Linked DNA regions of Mus musculus: region 1 is linked to region 2. The links are chromatin contacts, called in public Hi-C maps. All regions are on one chromosome and are shown on one strand. The core of a region is the stretch at or near the end of the contact, and the rest is flanking DNA. Distances in the headings are between cores, read along the strand shown. Region 1 overlaps Ptprn2 (protein tyrosine phosphatase, receptor type, N polypeptide 2). Region 2 overlaps Ptprn2 (protein tyrosine phosphatase, receptor type, N polypeptide 2).

Region 1 (6,753 bases), core at 3,627-6,126, 100 kb before region 2:
AGCATAGCTTCAAGCAAATATCATCAGCTCACGCATGTGCCCTATACATAGGCACTTGTGCACACAGGCACACATGTGTCCTACACATAGACACTCATGAACACATGCACACATGTGTCCTACACAGACACTCATGAACACATGCACACATGTGTCCTACACATGGGCACTCATGCACACATGCACACATGTGTCCTACACATGGGCACTTATGCACACATGCACACATGTGTCCTACACATGGGCACTCATGCACACATGCACACATGCACACATATGTCCTACACATGGGCACTCACATGCACACATGCACACATGTGTCCTACACATGGGCACTTATGCACACATGAGCATATGCACGCAGGGCTACATCCAGCAGCCACCATCTTTCCTCTTCAAAATCATACATATTTCATAAAGCTTCATGCAGAGTGTGTGTCTTCTGATTTATGGTAATTGTCAACAAAAGCAAAAACATGGACAATTTTAACCCTGCAATAGCTAGGAGTTAGCTGGCATGAAATTACACTGTTGTTTTTCTTTTCCTTTACAGTGGGGAGGAGGCTCCAAAAGACTCCATCAGATGAACCTCTGGGGGCTCGCATGCAGAGAGGGTATTGTCACCCTAATTGTGGTTCAGTGTATGCACCAGGGCTGGATCCATACAGGATATCGCCTGGGCAGCCCATGGGCTAAGGCTGGAGGACTTTGACTAAAACTGATTTCCATATCAAACCCAATTTAGATGAAACGTCTTGGTTGAAAAAAAAAATAACAGTGCATCAATAGCCCCTTGATTAGATTTTCATCTCTCAAGCAGACAAATATGAATATTTATTACCATGAATGCAGATTTTTCTCTTTCTATTGCTCTGATCTTGAATATTATCCATTACTAATTTTTATGAAAATTTGGGCAACATAATGTTTTCACATAAACTGACAGTTCTTGAGATAACCCCTGGTATTGTCTGGTTGAAAGTGACAGCTTCCGCTCATTCATGTGTTAACGAGGGATTAAATATTGTTTTTCACTCCCATAATCTAAGATGGACTGGAAATTAAAAATTGAACATTGTATATTAGCAGGGCTTTGAGGACCAGAATTTGTTTGCATTCACTTAGGGAAGATCTGGAAATTAGCAGCTTAATAATGTTGCTGCAGAACGTGGCCTCATAAGCACTGCTGACATTTTTCAAGTAAATTCATTACTCTACCTGCAACACCCAAATGAAAAGGCCTCCAATAAACTGAAAGGAACAGACAACCGTTGCTCCAAAAAGTAAAATCTCAACACAATTTGTAGAGCCTTTATGTCTCTACCAGGGCAAGCTGACTGCTTCAGGTGCGAGAGGCAGGGATACTGTCACATGTCTCCACTAAAGGTTGACCAAGGAGGGACCTATTCACGTAGTCCTACCTGTCCCTGCTCATGGAAGGTACTCTTTACAGCAATACAATGTCACTAGGAGCCACACCTCACCTGGTGGCATTGTGATACAGCTTTTCTCTTACTGTTACCGATTCATGGCTATGAAGTAGTAGATAAAAGACAGTACTAGGTTACCAGTGACCGTGGCCAGTATGATGACTGAATTATGTTCCTCCAAAACCTGCTTGTGAATCTCTGACGGGAAAGCATCTCAGAGTGTAGCTGTATTTTGTAGAGAAGGTCTTCTAGAGGGCATTATGGTAAAATGGGGTGAGCTCTTAAAAGAAGGGATTAGGACTCTTATAAAGTGATTGCCATTAGAGGACATGGGGACAATGTCATCTATGAGCAAGGAGAGAGGCCTCAGGGAACTTATAGGAACCTCTGTATGTACCTCAATATTAGATTTCAGCCTCTAGACTTAGGCAAGGGTGAGTATCTGCTGCTTAGGCCACCTTCTAGATACAGGGCTGAAACTGTCACCACTTATACCTGTCTTTGGTAAGAATGAGAAAGATACTAAAATACTTTACTCACAGACTTCTAATAGTTTAAAGTAAATCACAGAAACACATAATTTCAATTAATTATCATTTAAAAATGTTATCGGCTTATAAAGAATTGGGATTTATTTTGGCATCGTCAAATAGAATTTCTGTTGTTTCTCCCCTGCTCCCTATTTCTCACCCTCCCTCTTCTCTCCCCTTCCCATTCTTATAACTTTCTTTATATTTCATCTTATTTTTTCATATGTACTCTGATGGTGGAGCTTTAAAATGTTTAGAGTCAATGGGACAGATGGTTAGGTCTGTAACAGGTATATGTTTGTTAGAGAATGACATGTTGGAGAAATGAGACACAACTTGAGTTTAGAGCCACTTAAGAAACTTAAGCATACCACATTCACATGGGAGAAATGTTCAGCTGTAGGCCAACCAGCCACTGACACTGTCATTTCTAGACAGGACTGGGGCATCTCTGACTCCTGCGTACTATGGGTTGATTAATATCTTTTCAAAAAAAAAATGCTCTAACCCTTCTACCTAAACTTGTGTGGAAGCAGGACTTTGGCAGGTGTAATCATATTACAATAAAGTCATATAGGGTAGGCTATACCCTAAATCCAACATAGAGTTTTCTTAATAAGAAAGGATACAGATACACAGATACCCACATTGCAATGTAGGGAGGCAGAGCTTGTGGATATGCATCCACAAGCTAAGGAGTGCTATATTAATTACTTTTCTCATAGCTTTTACAAAATGCCCAATGTAAACAACATAAAGAGAGAGGAGCTTCCTTAGGCTCATGGTTTCTAGAAGGTCAAGTCATGGTCACAGGCTCGCCTGGAGTAAGGCTGACCATCCAAGGCTGCTCTTCACTTAATGAATTACAGGAAAGAGCCAGTTACCCCTATTTCCTTCTTCCAGGACCGACCTTCCACAGTTCCAGCTCTTCTCAATACTCCATTCAGATTTGACTTTATCAGTGGATTGATCAATCATCCACGGATTAGGTCACAGCCCTCATAATCTAAGCCCCCCTGGAAATACCCTCAAGAGCATGCTGAGAGATGTGCCTTACAAATCTCGTAGGAGTCTTTCAGTCTAGTCAATGTGGATATCAAGGTTAAGCATTACAAGGGGATCATTAGAGTGCAAATTACCCAAAGTGGGTTTTCCCTAAATATGTCAGAGCAAGATGGGCCCCTCTACACTGAAATTCTAGTTTCTAAGACTGCGGGAGTAGCTTTCTGCTGAGCAACTTCACCTAGGTTGTGGTATTCTGCTTAGCATCGCTGGGACCCTGATACTCAGAAAACAGTACTGTGTTTCTGGGAGACAGGTCAAATTGACCTTCAGTTGTAGGAGACCCTGGAAATGGGTAAGCAGAGCCAGCCATGACCGAACAGATGGAGCAGGAGAGCAATTTGCAGGAACACATGGAATATCACGGTTTACTAATAAGTTCCTATCTTCTGTAATTAAGAGGGTAGAGTCTGCTGGAATGAGAGTCCAGGAGGCTGACATGAGTGGCTACATTGGGCCCCTGGGTGTCCTAGTAAAAGCAGTGTAGAGGGACAGGTCGTGCTGTAGTGTGAGGCTTTCTTGTCTTTATTTTCTAATCACAAAGGCAAGCAGGGACTTTTTCTATGCCATGGAGACTGTGCTCCTCTTGGTAGGCCACATGAGCTAGGCGAGAACTGATGTGTGTTTATGGTTATTGAAGTGTCTGGCTTTGCTAGGGGCAGAAGTAACAATGACATGCTAGGCCAAGGTCCTCGATGACTTCTGTGTTCAGTGGCCTTTCAGTGACACCTGCTGACAAGGAGCATAAGTATAGCAGTTGCGGTGGAGTGTTTAGGTAGGCACACACCTATCTGTCTGTTGGAGAGCACTTGCCAGTTTACAGGTGGACCCTCAAGCGGGCATACTCCCATATGTTATAGGGCAAGATGGTCTCTTTACCAGAGTGCAGCAGGTAGGTGATATGAGCAGGGTGTGAGTGGGTGATGCAGGTCAGCTTGTGTGCCTTTGGCTAGAAGCACCACAGGAGGCTTTCTGAACAGACTGAGTGCTTGCCACCTCTCCAGACCTCAGCTTGTTAAATGAAAATCACCTTCTGCTCCCAAGCTCATAGGCTCCATGGTCTCACAGGAGCCAGGAGCCATCCTGCCCATGAAGACACTAGCCAGGGTGGTTCCTCTGCTTCTCAAGGTGAGAAAGGCAAACATTGTCAACCCTGGGCCAGGTAGCCAGTAAGTCATGTCACTGCAGTTGAAATATACATTATGCAATTTTTTTTTTCAAAAAAGCATATGAAATTGTTAGGAAAGAGAGAAGAGCGGGTAGCCACCGTCTGATGCAACTTACTTCATTTTACGTGACTATTTACTTTGATATTGAATAAAAATTGAATTTGTTACTATGGCAACTGCTACATCATATAGTTGCTCTCTGCCTCCGAATCACAGGGGAGCATGAAAGGCCCATGTGAGCTTGGTGCTCTCGGCGGTGGTTCAGGAGAGAAAGGTATTCACTGTAAGTTCATATTTGTGCAAACGGCAAGTACAGTGGGACGAATGTTGGTGCAGTTTTCTTTGCCGTGTAGAGCAGTGGAGGCGGGAGGTGAAGAGCTGTTAGCCTCAGGTTTGTGAAGTCAGAGCTGAATATCTGCTCCCTGAGCCCAGGAATGGACAGGCTGCTGGGAACCTCAACTTCTGTCTAGTCTGCTTACCACTCATGAGGGCTGTGAAGGAGCTGAACACGGAAAAGCGAGATGGGGCCCCAGATATTTAATGCAATTTCATGCAGATTTTCCTTTTCAAACACAAATTAGGAGTCCTGACAAGTCAACAGTCTTTTCTCAGGCCTGTGCACTTTTGCATTTAAGAGGGAAAAAAAATCCGCTTCCTTTGTCAAGAAATGCAGATTAGAATAAAATGAGGTGAATGTGCATGGAATGCCAATGAGGGTCCTGCAGAAGAGAAACAAGAGCACCCTATTCCCTATCCCAAGGGCAGTGTGTGTCCCCAAGGAGTCAGGACATGGCTCCTTCCCTGTCCCCACTGGGAACCCCCAGTGGGGAACAGAAGGGGCTTCTGGTGTCCTGGGGAATGCCTGTGGAACCTGTGGTTTCCCCAGGTTCTCAGAGGGCCTGTGACGCCTAGGGCACAGCACTCTACACTGTGATCATAGCAAGCTTGTTCCCAGATGATCCATGGGCTAACGGGGGTGAGGGAGTGTGCATGAGGCAAGCACACATTCTCATTTCTCTGCAGGGCCTCCTGGCATATGTGATCAGACATGGCAACAAGAACATCTGGAACCCAGACCCCGGCGACCTTCACTCGAATGCCTGCCACATCTGTATTTGCCACTCCACTCACACCTCACCCCCTTCTTATACATGCTTGGACACACGTTGGTTGCTCCCGTGGCTCTTCTGAATACCTACAGGCAGGCTGAGCTACCCATGGTAGAGACGATGGCCACCCAAGGAAAAGCAGCGATTCTATTGCCCAGAAATGACACCTGCACGTTTGGCTTACAGAGTCAAAACAAAATGAACCAAAGGAGCAAGAAGGGCATGGTGGGACTGTTACCACAGTGGCATCGCTGACAGCAGCACAGGACATTGCCGAATCACTGTCACTCAGCCACACCACATTCCATGTGGGAACCACAGCACATACTTCCCAGGGACCATTACTCGAATAGTCACAGGATATAAGTAGCAAGGAGGACTAGGTGAAGGTGATGGACACTAGATTGGAGCCTGGAACCCAGCAAGGCTGGACCACTGTCTCATACATACCCAAGACCCCAGGCTTGCAGAATCCCCTCCTATTTACAGGTTCACTGACAATGCTGATCTCCTCCATGCAACCAGCTGTGTGAAGGGTTTCCCTGAGCTCCTCCCACATCAGGGTGCACAAGCACCCACTTCACCACAGGCCTGTCCTGCCTCTGCCGATGACTCCCAGTGCTTATCATCCTTGACATTTATCTACGTGCAACCTTCACCGAAGGTCAGGGGTGGTTTTCATCGCGTACTGTGCTCTGCCTAGGAACAACACACCCTGTGGGGTGGACACAGATACATGATGGCCAAGGACACCAGTGTCACAGTCTATCAGAGTCAGTGGAGACCCAGGTGACTTTACCATCTCCAGGGCTGCCTGCTCACGTTGGTGTGGATGTGTTGTCACTTAGTACAGTTGTATGCCATCTTTATGTAGATGGTACAGTGTGATACTACTGACTCAGGGCTGCTGCACACACTCCACATAGTAAAAATCTCCTGTTTTTACTGACGCCCTACAATTATATTCATGGATCCAAGGGGAAACCTGCTAGGTGAGTGTTATGTAGGGATTCTCTAGTCCAGTTTGCGGCATCTTGAATCTCTAATGATTTCAAAGGAATAGGCCAAAAGATACTGAAGAACAAACTTACAACCTCCAACCTCACCACAGGATGCCTGGCCTGTGAGCAGCAAAGTGTCTGCATGTGTATGTATTGCTGCCTTAAAGGCACCAATGTGTCTGCACATGTATATATGGTTGTTTTAAAGTCAGCAATATATATACATGCAGCCACCTTACAGGCAGAGTTCTTTCTTTTAGTGATTTCAAGGAAATCACAGAATTCTCCTGATTTATTGCACTACAATCATCACCTTCCTCCAGTTTTATATTTTAAGACTCCCCCTCCTTTCTTCCAACTCTTTCTTCTTTCATAAAGCTTTTTATTCCTCTCATTTCTCTGCTTGGCGAGTGGACTCCTTACATAAATGCTGCAAGTTCAAACTCTAAATC
Region 2 (6,193 bases), core at 2,886-5,385:
TCCCACGCACATAGAATTCTGTACTTTATTTAGCCTTCTCTTCCAGGAGTCAGGACACTGCTCCTCACAGGCCTCCAGTCCAAGTCACCATCCATATGTTAATTCCTTATCTACTAATTTCAGAGGTTCATTTACCATGCCTCCTCCTTCCAGAGGCACCTGGAGCTGGGACCCATCTCTCTGCCTAGCAAGGGTTGACCAAGTTGTATCCAGTGATGCTCTGCCCTCCCAACGGTGTATAACAGCCAGCTCCACACTTAGCGTCCTTTGTATTGTTATTCAAGACAACACCAGCCTTTCATCCAGTCTGCTTCCTTTAGACAACATTAGAAATGTGGGTGGCATTCCACACCATAGCACCTGCATGCCTGGTCCATCCGACAACAGCTGTTCTTAAATGCATCTGTATTGAACATGTACAGACTTCCTCTTGTAATTTCATAAGCTATACAGAATTAGGCCATTTGCAGAGTATTTGCATTGCATTTGGTATAACTAAACACACAGGATGACAAGAAGGTTCTATGAAAATGGCAGTGTCTTGTGCCAGGGGTTTGAGTATCTAAGGATCTTGGTCCCCTTGAGGTCTAGGAGTCGGCTCTACTTAAATGTCACATGATACTCATCTACTTATGGAAGACAAGGACACAAAAAGAGAAACATAAATTGGGACTGCTGGGTAAAAATCATCATGATATAGTGACTGTTGATGTGGTTTATGAGATCCAAAAGCCACTTGGCTAAATCAAAGATCATGGCAGAAACAGACAAAGGGACCCAAGTATGAACAGCAAACACAGATATTTTTGTGCTGTGTAGGTGGAAGCCACATAGAACTGCATGCTGTCAGCACAGATCTCTGTGAGTGGAGGCTTGGTGGGGTTTCTACTCATTCCCCCAGTAAACCTTCCCCTTGCTGCCCTCTTGGTTCAGCAGAGATAGACATCACCTTCTTCAGCTTCTTCACTCCTCTTTTCCAGGGATAGCTCTTAAGGAAGCTTCCCTACCAGCTGACACAATGGTGGCTTGAAGGGAAATTAGCTTTCCCCCACTGCCCTGACGCAATTCTCACTTCTTGGATTTCTGTTCTGAAAATCCTCAATATCCCAACAATAAACAAGGTCAGAGTTAGCTATAAGCATGTATATTATTATTAGTTTTTAAATATAATCGTTATACAGAAATTTTAAATGTTTAGTAAGTAATTTCTACCGATGGAAGAGACTCAGAAGCAAAAGGAGAAAAAAAAATCTCTAATTCTACCAAAGTTACCTACGTTCAAGGCTGGGTCCAACACACAAAGCTACGTTATAACCTATTCTTCTTAATTAATACATGAGAATGTCCCATTTTAATAAAAATTGATTCAAAAGCATAAAGAAAAATCCTTGAACATTTACAGACCTCTTTCCCACTGCTTGGCCAATACCAAGTGCTTCTTTTCAGACATGCTTCTCCCAAGCAAAAAAATAAAAATAAAAAATCGCCTCACCCATATCTGCCACAGTTCTCTGATTTGCTGACATCCTTTGGTTTCTAGAATTTTAAATGCCTGTATTTGCTTTGTTAGGGCACAGCAGGCATCAGGAAGGAGATGCCACAGAAGATATCAGTAATGATGAGCGAAGGCAAGAGGTAGCAGCAGGTGGTTAGCATGCACTATGGCCTAGTCCTCCTGTGCCAGGCTGTGAGGGAATGAAGGCCTATAGCTGAACGTGCCCAGGTTGTACATTTTGTAACAGCCCAGAAAGACTATCAGAACTGTAACTAACAAAGTGAATGTTAGTGGGCCAGAATCCACCAACCTCGGCTCTGGGCACTCGGATCTGTCCCTGTCAGATCTTGAAAGGTGTAGAGAAATGGAGGGAAGTTACCATAGCTCTCTCACAGACTCATTTTTCACTCTTCTTGCCAAGGGGCCCCTACATAGGGAAGGTTTCCCATACAGCAGCACCCATTGCCTTCAGCGTAGAGCATCGGGAACAGACTGTGAACAAAGTGGCCTCTTTCCTGCGGTCCTGTTTTCCCACGCTCTGAGCTCACGGCATCCTTAAGGTCTTCTGTGACTAGACTCTGGTTTCCTTTTCAGAAGGAATCAGACAGAACCTCCTGCTTTCATTCCATCAGTTTCTGTGAGATTCCTTGAATGGAGGACATGAAGTCCTTGAAGCTTGTGGCTGTGAAGGTGGATTCCGGCTTTGAATAGCACAGCCAAGCATATGGTGCTGCCCTTAAACTACACAGGGCAGGTTAGAAGAGTCGTTTACTGCTCAGTCAGGAACCCAACATACTTCCTGGAGTTCCAGGCTGGGTACCAGTTGGGCTATGTGCAGAAACATGGGGGGGGGGGGGGGAAGATTCACAGCCATAACGTCAGCAGCCTTGATCCTCGGAGCAGTGATGCTGGCACAGCCTGCCACCTCCTTTTCCACTGTAGGAAAAGGATCGCATGCAGCAACAGGCCCAGATATAGACATGGTCTCCTAATGAGCTTCTGTGAAAAATCATTCTGGGACTTTGTTCTAGTGCCTTACGACTGATAAACAGAAGTCTATTGCATCAAACATACTGGGCTATACACAGGGGCCACGAACCAGAACCGTAGCTGTTACACTATTTGTAAACTGTCAAACAACTTAGAAAAGACAGCTACAGAGTTGCCTTCCACTGCCCATCTTGAGCTGCTAACCACCAGAAAATCACCAACTCCTCCTCTGACTCCTGGGTAAAGGGGCCCTGGGACTGGAACACCCAGCCTCTGTGTGTCCACAAGTTAGAACATGCTTTGGCTCCAATTGCGAGATGCTTCCTCACCTCTGTTCCACCTCAGAGAACATATCTACAAGTGTCAGAAGGAGCTAGAGCTCAGAAAGTTCACTTCCTTCTGCCTGTGTGTGACCCAGACCTCACAGCTGTGGCATCTCAGCTGACTGGTCCATACAGGCAAACCACACTTTTCAGTTGATTCTGAGAAGCTCCATGAAGAGATCAGCAATCCTCCCCCCAACTCCTGCCCCCACCCCAAAGCATCCCACTTGATATTCCCATTCCACAGTGATCCGTAGTTTAAGGGTTTTCAGTGAAAGGTATGCATCTGAATTCTTTGTGTGCTTGTATGTTCATGTGTGTGCATGTGCATATATGTCTGTGGGGTATATGTGTAATGTGTGGAGGTCAGATGATAACCTTGGGTGTTAGTTCTCAGATACTGTCCCCCCGTATAGTACAACTTAAAAAGTTACAGATTTTGCATTTAAAAGCAACCCAGAACTTACAAATCAAAGATTTCTTAAAGCATGGGGTCGGTCCACAACGTCCCATGGACTCTGGCAGTGTCTTAGTGTTCACCACACTTAGAATCAGGCTTCCTTCTCAGAGTGGATCAGCAGAGGGTTGTGGTGCCAAGTGCCAAGGAAAATTTGGCCCATGTTCCCACGTCTCAGTCATAGGGGGAGGCACGATTTAAAAAAATGCAGCTCTGTTCTGAGGAGGTCCTGGCTGATTATCTAACTTATTGGACCCTTATTAGGGAACCCCACAGGACAGGCAGGTAGATGCCAGCTCCGTAGCTAGTTCCTAGACAACCAGACAGAATGGTAACACTACTAACCATATTCTCACCTGCCCTGTGGTACCAGGTATATTTAGTATCTAAACCCATCCTCACTGTTCAAAACACTGCAGCTAGAGGTACTCACCAGCATGCTGTACTAGGATGGTTTCTATTCTCAGAGGCACTGTACATCTGATCCTACCCACACCCTACCTCTCCCCACAGCCTACCTGGAACACATGGGGTTGACAGGTGTCTCATCTGTCTAGAGGTCTATGGGAACAAATGACATTTCTTAAAGGAGATAAAGCCCTACTACACAGACACATGTGAATACTAGGAGCCTCAAGCAGCTACACACACACATTTCCTGCTCAGTGGATCAGCTAAATATTGGCAGTGAGGGTTAGAAGCAGATATAAAATATTGAACAAAAACTAAAATACTTAAAAGGATCTGCCTCGTGGAGGGCAGCTTTGTGTAGTAATTGACACGGGATCAGAAACCTGGCCCTGGGAAGGAGCAGGCCAGATCAGCCATGGGATTAGCTCACACAGCAGACGTTCAGGCCTGAGTGGGATTTGCCCCTCTCTTCAGGTCCCATTGTCTGGGTCTTATTTTTGTACTCTGTTCTCTTTGTGATGGAGGTAGCAGCTGTGACTGGCAGGTAATGGGAGGCTCAAGGATGCCGCATTTGAACAAGGCAGTTTTCTTTCAGTTCCATTTGCCAAGCTCCTCCACGCTGACCCATCTTGGCTGCAGATAGCAATTTAGATGGAAGCTAGGCTGCAGGGCAGGAGGAGGTCGGCAGGCTCTGTGTGTTTATTATTACTTAGATTTCATGGTTTCATGTGGTGTAAGTGTCTATTTAGGGAACAGTGCAGAATTGGTCTCCCTGCTACTGAGCTATTTCCCTAGACATAAATTTATAAGTAAAATGCCAGAGACAATGAAACCTGTGTGCCCATGAAATCTGTGAGATGACAGCCTACCCTGGTTGGCATGGTTCCTTTGAGAGGCTGGTATGCAATGTAAGATGACATCCAGATGTATCAGCTGACAGACAGGAGCTTAATTCCTTAGCTGGATACCAACAAAACTTGAGGTGAAGCCCGGCAGAACTAAGTCTGATAGACTTTGGATAGTCTGTCCAAAGGCTGTAGACTCTCCCATGACTCATTGCAGGTTAATATCATTTTATCATTATCTGGGTGATTTGCATGCATAAACCTAGGTGATTCCTCATTCCCACAATTCTTACAAAGTTAAACAGGTTTTTAGAGACAGAATCGGGTCTCTGTATCATGATCAAATGGGACTGGGACCTGTACCGTGGCTGGGACACCCACAGCCAGAGATCATAGAACCTTATTGCTGTACTTTTCAAATCTGCTCATGAAGAGTCTGCCAGAGACTTCAGGTCTTTCTGACCTATACCACAGATGGTAGACAGGGCACAGTGGTAGTTGGCACATGGGTATTATCCACTAGGCTTCCAAGGTGGCCCCTGTCCATCAGGTCAAAGATCCCTAATTAGTACTTGGGGAGCTCTAGATAGATCCAAGCTCCCAGGTCAAAGCTACACCCATGTACAATGGTGAAAGATGACCCACATGGCTGCCACTGTAGGATGCATGATTTCTCCCTTCTCATTGCCTTTCTCATCCGAAACTACCCATTCCATCCCAAAATTTTCTGCAGTAAATTGGTTGGGTACCACAGGTTTGGTGCTAGCTCAGCCTTCTGGGGTCAGTCGTTGAACCCAGCCTACTTTTCTGGTCTAACTTTCTCTGATCCCTCTCTTTGAAAACCTCTAGGACAGAATTCACTCTAATTCCCAATTGGAAACCTCCACCCTGTTGGCTTACAGGCCACACCTCCCAACATGGAGCATGAAGCCCACCTCTGCATGTGCAGTGCCCTCCGGGGATATAAATCCTCATCTGGACCCGATGGCCCTCTTAGCCAGGTGCTGCTTGCCCGTGGAGCCCTTAGCAACCTTGAGCTCAAAGCACAGTGGGAAAGAAAACCTACTTATTTACTGCTAAAGAGTCCAGGATCTCTGGGAAACCCACGACCACAGCTGTAACAACACAGATGTTTAACTCATAATGGGATTTTATTTAGACAAATGGATGGAAACGGTCCTGTGCTGAACTGAACAGATGCATCTAACTGTAATGTTGATGACTCAGCAGTGGCCTGAGCAGTAGTGATTGCTTACTCTTGGGATCATAGCACCCAAAGGGTGCTGTGGCCACTATACTCAGCCCTAAGAGAGAACACTATGTATTACCAGTAGAGGAAAAAACATTCATATTCAAAACTCCAGTTTCTACTGAAAATGCACCACTGTAGAAAAAAAGTGCTAAATGGAGCCATGGTTAGGTTACAGGTGACTTCAAAACCATACGGTTGGACATTCACAAGCCCCGTGGGATGATGTCATGATATCCAACCAAGCATGGGGTCTCTTGCTGTCATTACCTGAGCTGACATCACTATCAGAAACTGTCAAAACCAGCATGATTGGTAGAAAGAAAATGTCTGGGCTGACCTGAGAGTCTTGCTCACACACACCCCTCACCCCAAGACTTAGAATTGTGTTTGCATTGGCTCCACCTCCTCATGTCTTCCTTA

Evidence for each region. A called contact is a pair of places that touch in the nucleus more often than the background predicts.
Region 1: a Hi-C map of forebrain shows a contact between it and region 2, with 2.7 times the contacts expected there. The contact joins two enhancer-like sites. A contact is called at or near these places in 4 of 484 Hi-C or Micro-C datasets (the N1E-115 cell line, forebrain, nephron progenitors and 1 more) and 1 of 115 datasets of contacts at active chromatin or transcription factors (astrocytes).

Annotation. Positions count from the first base shown.
Region 1 is chr12:117,026,779-117,033,531 of GRCm38.p6, reverse strand. All of the region lies in intron 12 of Ptprn2 (protein tyrosine phosphatase, receptor type, N polypeptide 2), which reads right to left. Among named protein-coding and RNA genes, the nearest start is that of Gm10421, 120 kb to the left of the region's middle. Within about 2 kb of position 4,876, at least 16 of the 459 cell types and tissues checked have an H3K27ac peak or open chromatin away from gene starts, as enhancers often do. A contact at or near this core is called in forebrain, where this site is marked.
Region 2 is chr12:116,925,268-116,931,460 of GRCm38.p6, reverse strand. The region is part of intron 11 of Ptprn2 (protein tyrosine phosphatase, receptor type, N polypeptide 2); the gene reads right to left. Among named protein-coding and RNA genes, the nearest start is that of Gm31336, 170 kb to the right of the region's middle. Within about 2 kb of position 4,135, at least 8 of the 459 cell types and tissues checked have an H3K27ac peak or open chromatin away from gene starts, as enhancers often do. A contact at or near this core is called in forebrain, where this site is marked.